Linked DNA regions of Mus musculus: region 2 is linked to region 1. A link is a contact called in public Hi-C data. All regions are on one chromosome and are shown on one strand. Each heading gives the region's core, a stretch centred on a gene start, on an enhancer-like site or on the middle of the called end of the contact. The rest is flanking DNA. Distances are from core to core; before and after follow the strand shown.

What was found. A called contact is a pair of places that touch in the nucleus more often than the background predicts.
Region 2: a Hi-C map of bone marrow-derived macrophages shows a contact between it and region 1, with 33 read pairs. The contact joins the promoter of 4930488B22Rik here to the enhancer-like site in region 1. A contact is called at or near these places in 9 of 39 promoter capture datasets (the 3T3-L1 cell line, the HPC-7 cell line, hematopoietic stem and progenitor cells and 5 more), 4 of 484 Hi-C or Micro-C datasets (bone marrow-derived macrophages, brown adipocytes, cortical neurons and 1 more) and 4 of 115 datasets of contacts at active chromatin or transcription factors (bone marrow-derived macrophages, fetal liver, fibro-adipogenic progenitors and 1 more).

The regions. Positions count from the first base shown.
Region 1 is chr1:184,588,949-184,592,547 of GRCm38.p6, forward strand. No RefSeq gene overlaps it. Among named protein-coding and RNA genes, the nearest start is that of Gm23349, 11 kb to the left of the region's middle. Within about 2 kb of position 1,888, at least 12 of the 459 cell types and tissues checked have an H3K27ac peak or open chromatin away from gene starts, as enhancers often do. A contact at or near this core is called in the HPC-7 cell line and bone marrow-derived macrophages, where this site is marked.
Region 2 is chr1:184,710,474-184,714,072 of GRCm38.p6, forward strand. 4930488B22Rik (RIKEN cDNA 4930488B22 gene) reads left to right here and starts at 2,024. Exons shown (of 3, transcript NR_040627.1): 1 at 2,024-2,821; 2 at 2,933-3,045.

The DNA.
Region 1 (3,599 bases), core at 638-3,137:
TTTATATATAAGAGAGTCATGATCCAGGAGGGCTAGGTAAATCACACACAGTATTAAGGTGAAGCTGGCTTGATAGAATCAAGCAGTGGATAAATTTCCAAGTGAAGTAGGAGAGTAAAACTAAAGCCTGTGGCTGGGCCACTCAATCATACATCCACCAACTTTTAAGCACATACTGCCTGTCAGGCACGACAGATACAATGAGCCCCTACACCACACGCTGGTGGGCAGATGCAGAGAACAAACAAACCTCCAGACAAAGAAGGAAAATATCAAATGGTGATAAGCCTCAGAAGGATGAGTTAAGGAAGGAAGGTGTGGGAGACTCAAAGCCTAGTTCCCGTCAGGGAAAAGGATCCAGGAAAGAACATGATCATGAGGCTGAAATGCACTCTGATGGACACTGTAGCTTGTAAGGCTGGTGGGAAAGCACTGGGGTCCAGGGAGAACTACTAATGAAGGAAATGAGCTTTGACTGAAAGGAGCTTGGTGGACAAGGACACTCTGGAAGGGCACACATCCTGTGAGGTATGTTGAACCAAAACAGGAAGTCGAAAGTTTGTTCCAAAGTCAGCAAACATCATCTAGAAACATCTATTCAGGAAGGCTGTCACCTGGTCCTCTGCCTCTTTAAAATGGAACCAAGCCCTTCAGAGCTTGATTTGCAGTCGAAATGGAACAACACATGCAGTGTCTGTCTCAAGGCTCCCCAGTGTCCCCCGGTAGTAGCTCATGGTAGTATCGGTACTGACACTGCTGCTTGCAGCGGATGCCACTCTTGTGAACACAGGGTGAGAAAACCAGAAGAGATCTTCATGTCTCTCTTCACAGGATAGAGAATCAGATGAGTTGGTCTCAAGGACAGTTTCATCTCTGAAAGGACTCAGGGATTCGCTGAAATAAGCAATTCCACACTCAAGTCTGTAGGAAAGATGTATAGAATATGTGTAAACATGCCCTGGATATTTTTTTAAGACTGTGAGTTTTGTCTAGTCAGTCTTGGTTTCTTTAAGCTTCTCCTCTAACCTAAGAGATAACCATTGCTGCAGATAACCTTGTACACCCACAAGCATCCACTAAGTGACTGCCTTTATCATGTCTATATCACACCTGAGAGAGGTGAAGCTGGCAGTTTCTAAATCTGAGCTTAAGAAAGTCTTGTTTATTAAGTTTATATTTTTGTTTTTGTTTTTGTTTTTTCCTATCTATCCTCTAAAACTTTCCCCAGTGTGACAGATTTTTAATTAATATTTATTTATTTACATCCCAAATGCTGTTTCCTCTCCCAGCCCCCCTCCCAGAATGCCTCCCCCATCATTCTCCTCTTCTCCTCTGAGAGGGAGCCCTTCTCCCAGTATCCCCCCCAATCCTGGTGCATCAAGACTGCCAGATTAGGCTCATCAGTCTGACATATTTTAAATACACTTTTTTCCTTTTCAAGAAGACAGTATCTGGCTGCTGAGTTCTCTACTTATAACACCCAGGCAAGTTTAATGGTTTCTTAAGGTAGTTCCTGGTACTTACATATACCATTCAGTGCTACAAATGCCTGAAACCAAGGATCAGGAGGCAGAGGTGACACGATTTCCCTTGCCTTAGTCTCAAATATCATCCCACATCCTAGTGAGCTCCCCTAAGTCATCATTCCACCCTCAGCAAAGAGCCTTTGACCTTGCTGCAACCACCTCATCCCAGAGACTGCTCCAAGCAACCCAAGACTCAGCTACAAGGTACTTTGACTCAGCACCCCAGCCAGTCTCAAAGGAGCTCATTTTAATATCATACCCAGATTTATTACTCCGAGAAATGAGCATTTCCTCCTTCCACGGGAAGCCCAGGCGTGCCCAGGAGACTCATCCACAGAGCAATGAGAAGCAGTGTTAGAGGAAGTCATCTTGCAGAGTCCCCAGAGGAGCTCAGCCTCCCCCACTGCTGTCTTCTCAGGAAAGCATGTGTAGCCGGAGGAAATGAAAAGGCTACACAAGCTTTCTTGGGAATTTCATCACAGGGAAGTTTGCTAACGATTTCAAAAAATATTTTCCACGAGAAATGAATGGAACCACGGGTCATTTCCCAATTGTGTGTTTGACCATCTAGGTCAAGCTTTAATGAGCCTCTGGGCCTTATAGCCTCTCACCACAGTGCAAGTTTCCAAGGGCATAGGTTGAAGTGTTTGCAGACATGCCTATGACCATGAAGAGGCAAGAATACTGGCTTTGTAGAAGGTTTGCCTGGAGAATATCTGCCAAACAGCTGGGCAGGTTAGTTGGTGGTTTTGTTTATTTGTTTTCTTGTGGTGATTTGAGACAGAGACTCAGTATGTACCCCAGGCTGGCCCCAAACTTACAGTCTGCTGTTACAGTTGCCCTTCACCATGCAATACACAGTCAGTGTTTATTCTTGGGAAGCCTGTTCTGCACAGGGGTAGGCTGACCACCTGCTGATCATTTGGTCTTTGACAACTTGTTTAACCTCTCTGAGAAATAATAATAATAATAATAATAATAATAATAATAATAATAATAATATCAACCTTGTGTGCTATTTCAAGGATTAGAGAGGTCACAGGATCACACTTTGTATAATATTAGACCTGTGTGCTATTTTTTACTCATTCATTCCACTGATGTTTATTTTAGAACTCACTGTTCAGTTCCCAGTGCTGATGTAGGTGATGGAAGTATACTATACAATATACAAAACATTAAACAAAATCAGATTAAACCAATGTTTAAAAAAAATACATGTTTAGCTTCCCACATTGAAGCTCATACTCTTGGGGAAAGGACCGCACAGGTGGTTTCTTAAACATGATGATTATGCAAATCAGACGGTAGGGTTCATACGCCAATCCAATGGCAGGGTTCAAAGTGTTTGTGCTGTTGGAAATCAATACAGTAAAATAAAAGGGTATAGGGGTACCTTTATATAGGTTATAATGTGAAATAGGCCAGTCAAGGTGGGATTCACTGAAAGGTGACGTCTGAACAAGATATGGGGAAGATAAGGATGTGAGTTCATTAGACAACTCAGTACAGAGGCAGAAGTCAGGAGGAAGGCGGGACCTGTCTGACACGCTTAGACTCAGGAAGGCCTGATGGTACTGAAGAGTTGGAAAGGATGCCATGGAACAAAAGAAAGAGGGACACAGACTGATCCCTTAAGATGGAAGGACGTTGGCTTGATCTCTGAGGCAGATGGTGCTGTAGTAGGAATTACTGGGTGCCCCCAGGACTCACATGTTTGAAATCCTCCCCTTCAAGGTTCTAGCATTAAGAGATGGGGCCATTGAGAAGTGACAAGATCATGAAGACCAAGGACATGTATCCTTATAAAATTAAAATGTATTAAATCATCCCCTTTTACCATCTGGGAACACAAGTAAAAGATGCCATCTACATGGTACAGACACTCCCCAGTCACAGCTTCCACCAGCACCCTCATCTCTATAACACTCCCTGCCAAGAAAACTGTGAGAAAGAAAGCCTGCAGTGTCTAAGCCAGTCTAGAGTATTTTGCTCTTATGGTCCCAGGAGACCAAAACAGATGGAAAAATATCAAAGGTATTTGCAAAGAACACTGAAATAAGCTAGCTTTCT
Region 2 (3,599 bases), core at 774-3,273, 120 kb after region 1:
CATTTATAAAAGGCAAAGGACTGGGGAGACAAATGAATAATAGTCTTTCTGTGCAAGCTTGAAGACCCAAGTATGGATCTCAGAGTTCCTGTTAAAGCCAAGTGTGCTGGCACATACCTTTATCCCAGCACTGGGGAAGCAGAAGCAGGAGGATTCTTAAGGCTTATTGACCAACCAACCTGTCCTAATTGGTGGACCCCCCCCCCAGCCAATGAGAGACCTTGTCTCAAATGCAAGAGGGCTAGAAATATGACTTGGGGGGGGGGACTTGTTATGCAAACATGAGTGTCCCAAGTATGCACATTAAAAAAATAAAAATAGAAATAAAAACAGATGTGGTTGTATCCATGGCACTGTGAAGCACGGAGACAGGAGGATCCCTGCAACTTACTGGCTGCTGGTATAGCTCTGGGTTCAGTTGAGACAGCCTGTCTCAAAAGAATAATGCAGAGATAGATAGGACGGCACACCCAAAGTTTTTCTCTAACATCTACAAGCAAACACATGTGCACACACACACACATACAAACAATGCACACATATACCACATGCATACCATATAAGATGAATACGTCTAAAGCAACACCCAAGGCTCACCTCTGACCTTCATACACACATGTATACATGTATATACATATATACACACACATCACACACACACACACACACACACACACACACACATGAGGAGGCCCAAAGGAAATTTGATGCAGAACAGAAGTCTATGTCATCAGAGAAACCAGGACTGAGGTGACAAGGACATAAACCACGGAGTGCCAGCAGCAACCTGAAGCTATAATAAAGCACATTTCTCCCCTTGTGACTTCCAGAAGGATCTACCCCTGTCAACACCATGTCTTCACCCTGAAAAACTCATTTCAGATGTCTGGCATCCAGAATGGTGAGACAATAAAGTGAGGAAGTTTTAAGTCACTAGGTTGATGCTAAATTGGGGTAGTAGCCTAAGAAACAAGCTGATACTCCCTCCCCAGCCTGCTGTGACTTGTGGAAACATCTCTGGGTGGCTTTCACACTTCCAGAAACAGTCCATCGAAAAGTGTCTTCAGAATGACCCGTAGAATCCGTCCCTTTACATCCTGCCAGAATTCCTTCTATTATAGTCTACTTTGTTTGCAAAAATAATAATAATTTGTGATATAATACTTAAATAGTACAATAAAATTTGTTCAAGGAGAAGACAAAAATGGGAGAGTGAGCCCGGAGGTGTGAGCCAGAAATCCCAGCCTTTGGGGATGCAGAGACAAAAACATTTGGAGTTCAAGGTCAACCCTGGCAACAAAGTGAGTTCCAGGCCAGCCTGAGCAGAGTGAGCCTCTGTACCACAAAAACAGAGAGGGGGGTGGGGGGAGGAGAAGAAGGGAGGAAGGAAGCAAACAGGGGAAGATGGGACTGGAGAGGTAGCTCTCTGGTTTAAAAGCAAGCAAGGTTCCTGCTGTGGTCCTAAGCTCAGTTCTCAGCACCCATATCAGCCAGCTCACAACCAGCTGTAACTCCAGTTCCAGGTGACTGGGTGCCCTCTTCTGGCCTCAGTGGGACCGACACAAGGGCACAAAGACACGCGATTGAAAATAAAACAGAGATGGAAGCCTGAAAGGAGGAAAAGGATGGAGAGACGGAAGAAGGGAGGGGATGACAAAGAATGCACAGTTGAAATTGATATCAGCACCCTAAATCCATACCTTACCTCTGGAGTGTTATAATAAATTATTTAAATCCCAGCCGAGGTTTCTACCCCACCTTTGGTTATTGAGTTCCTGGATGAAAAACACACTCACAGCCTTCATAGTTACAAGCCTTAAGCAGCACAATAGCTGAACGGATGGATACCTCACCTCCAAGCTGTTAGAATCCACTTCACTATTGATAACCCTGAGTTATTACTTACTATTTACCATGTTCCATCTGGGCTGCTCTTAACTCTGATTGGGTAGTTCTCATGACCCTTGACCCTTAACCCATTGTGACTTTCCTTCCTCCTCTCCAGTGAGCGCTCCTCTCCCACAAGCCTGGGAATCCTAAACCCTACCTATGTCTCTTCTGCACAGCTATTGACATCTTTATTCACCAATCAGAATTAACTTGGGGACAGGGTCACATGAGCTGTGTGCAGACTCCAGGTCTTGGGGGCCCACACTTAGCATTACAATAGACAGTAAAAGGCGAAACCTCAACACTGGACATTTACAGAGCCATTTACCCAGCCGGTGGGATTATTGTGTTCTCTAACAGCCACAGCAAAGGATGTCAGTGTGTCAGTCGCTTTCCTGTTGTGATAACACACAATGACCAGAAAGTGGGAAGCTAAGAAAAATCACTTCTGTCACTGCAAACAGAGCAGAGAGAGGACTGAGGCCATGATCACTCAATGCCCACCCTCAGTGGCGTGCTTCCTCCTGCATGGCTGCACCACCTAAAGGTTCCATGACTTCCCAAACAGCACATGGAACCACACATTCAAGTACCTGAGCCTGTGAGGACATTTCTCACTCGTCACCACCACTACTACACTATTTCCTAAACTGGTCTGATCATAACAACCCCTTGGATACTCATTAACCATCCACATATCCAGTCCCTACCTCACTGAAGATCTATAAAAGCAAATCTAGTAGAGAGGTAGTTAAATCTGGATTCTAACAAATCCCCAAGAGGGACGTGACCCGCAAGAGGGTCAGAGTTCATCGTGTAAAACGAAGGCATCCTGTCAAGACTGAAATGATGTCATCAACTGTGTGCCTGTCCAGGTGAGATCCACAGCTGTCAACACTCCCCAGTTCGAAGATGGCTTCTTGGTAAACTGGTAAGAAGGGAAATAAAAGAACATACTCGTGCCCTAATTGAAGATAGGTACAGTAATAGATTCCTGAATTTCATCTTCTGTTTCCCTTTTCCTCTTTCCAAATTCACTCAGGGTTTTTTGAGGGAATCTCCGTGGACAGGAAAGGGCAAAGGATCAAGGTCAGCTGATGCAGACAAAAGGAGGGGCCTATGGATTCCATCATTGTCATCCAACATCTTCCTAGGGTAAGAGACCATGTGGATTTTAGCTGGTGTAGTACACACAAGAACAGAGGCTTGGTAGCAGGATGAGTCAGACTTAGTGTAGGGAGATACCGAGAGAAGCATGGATGAAGATCCTCTCAGACAGATCCCTGAGTGCAGCTCCCTTCCCCACCGTCAGCCTTCAGTCCTGGGAGTTAATAACTTTCCTTTAAGGCCTATACCATCTCAAGTTGCACCTAAAGGCAGTACTGCCATTGTATTAATCTTAGATTTTTATTCAATTTTTAATTATGTGTTTGGGGTGGGGGAGAGATATGGGCACAGGTGCATGATGCCCATAGAAACCAAAAGAGGGAGCAAAATCCCTTTGAGTAGGAGTTACAGGCAGCTGTGGACCACACAGGACCCACCTCACTAGCCACGAAGGAAGCCACCGGTCATCTCCAATGCAAGGGTATGTGCAGCGCATGCAGCAGGGAAGGAAGGGGTGAGGCCTGATGACATCGTCGCCTCTCTGGCTGTCCTTTCCCAACTACTCCAGCTGCCCTGAGAGAATGACTTTAATACTTAACTAG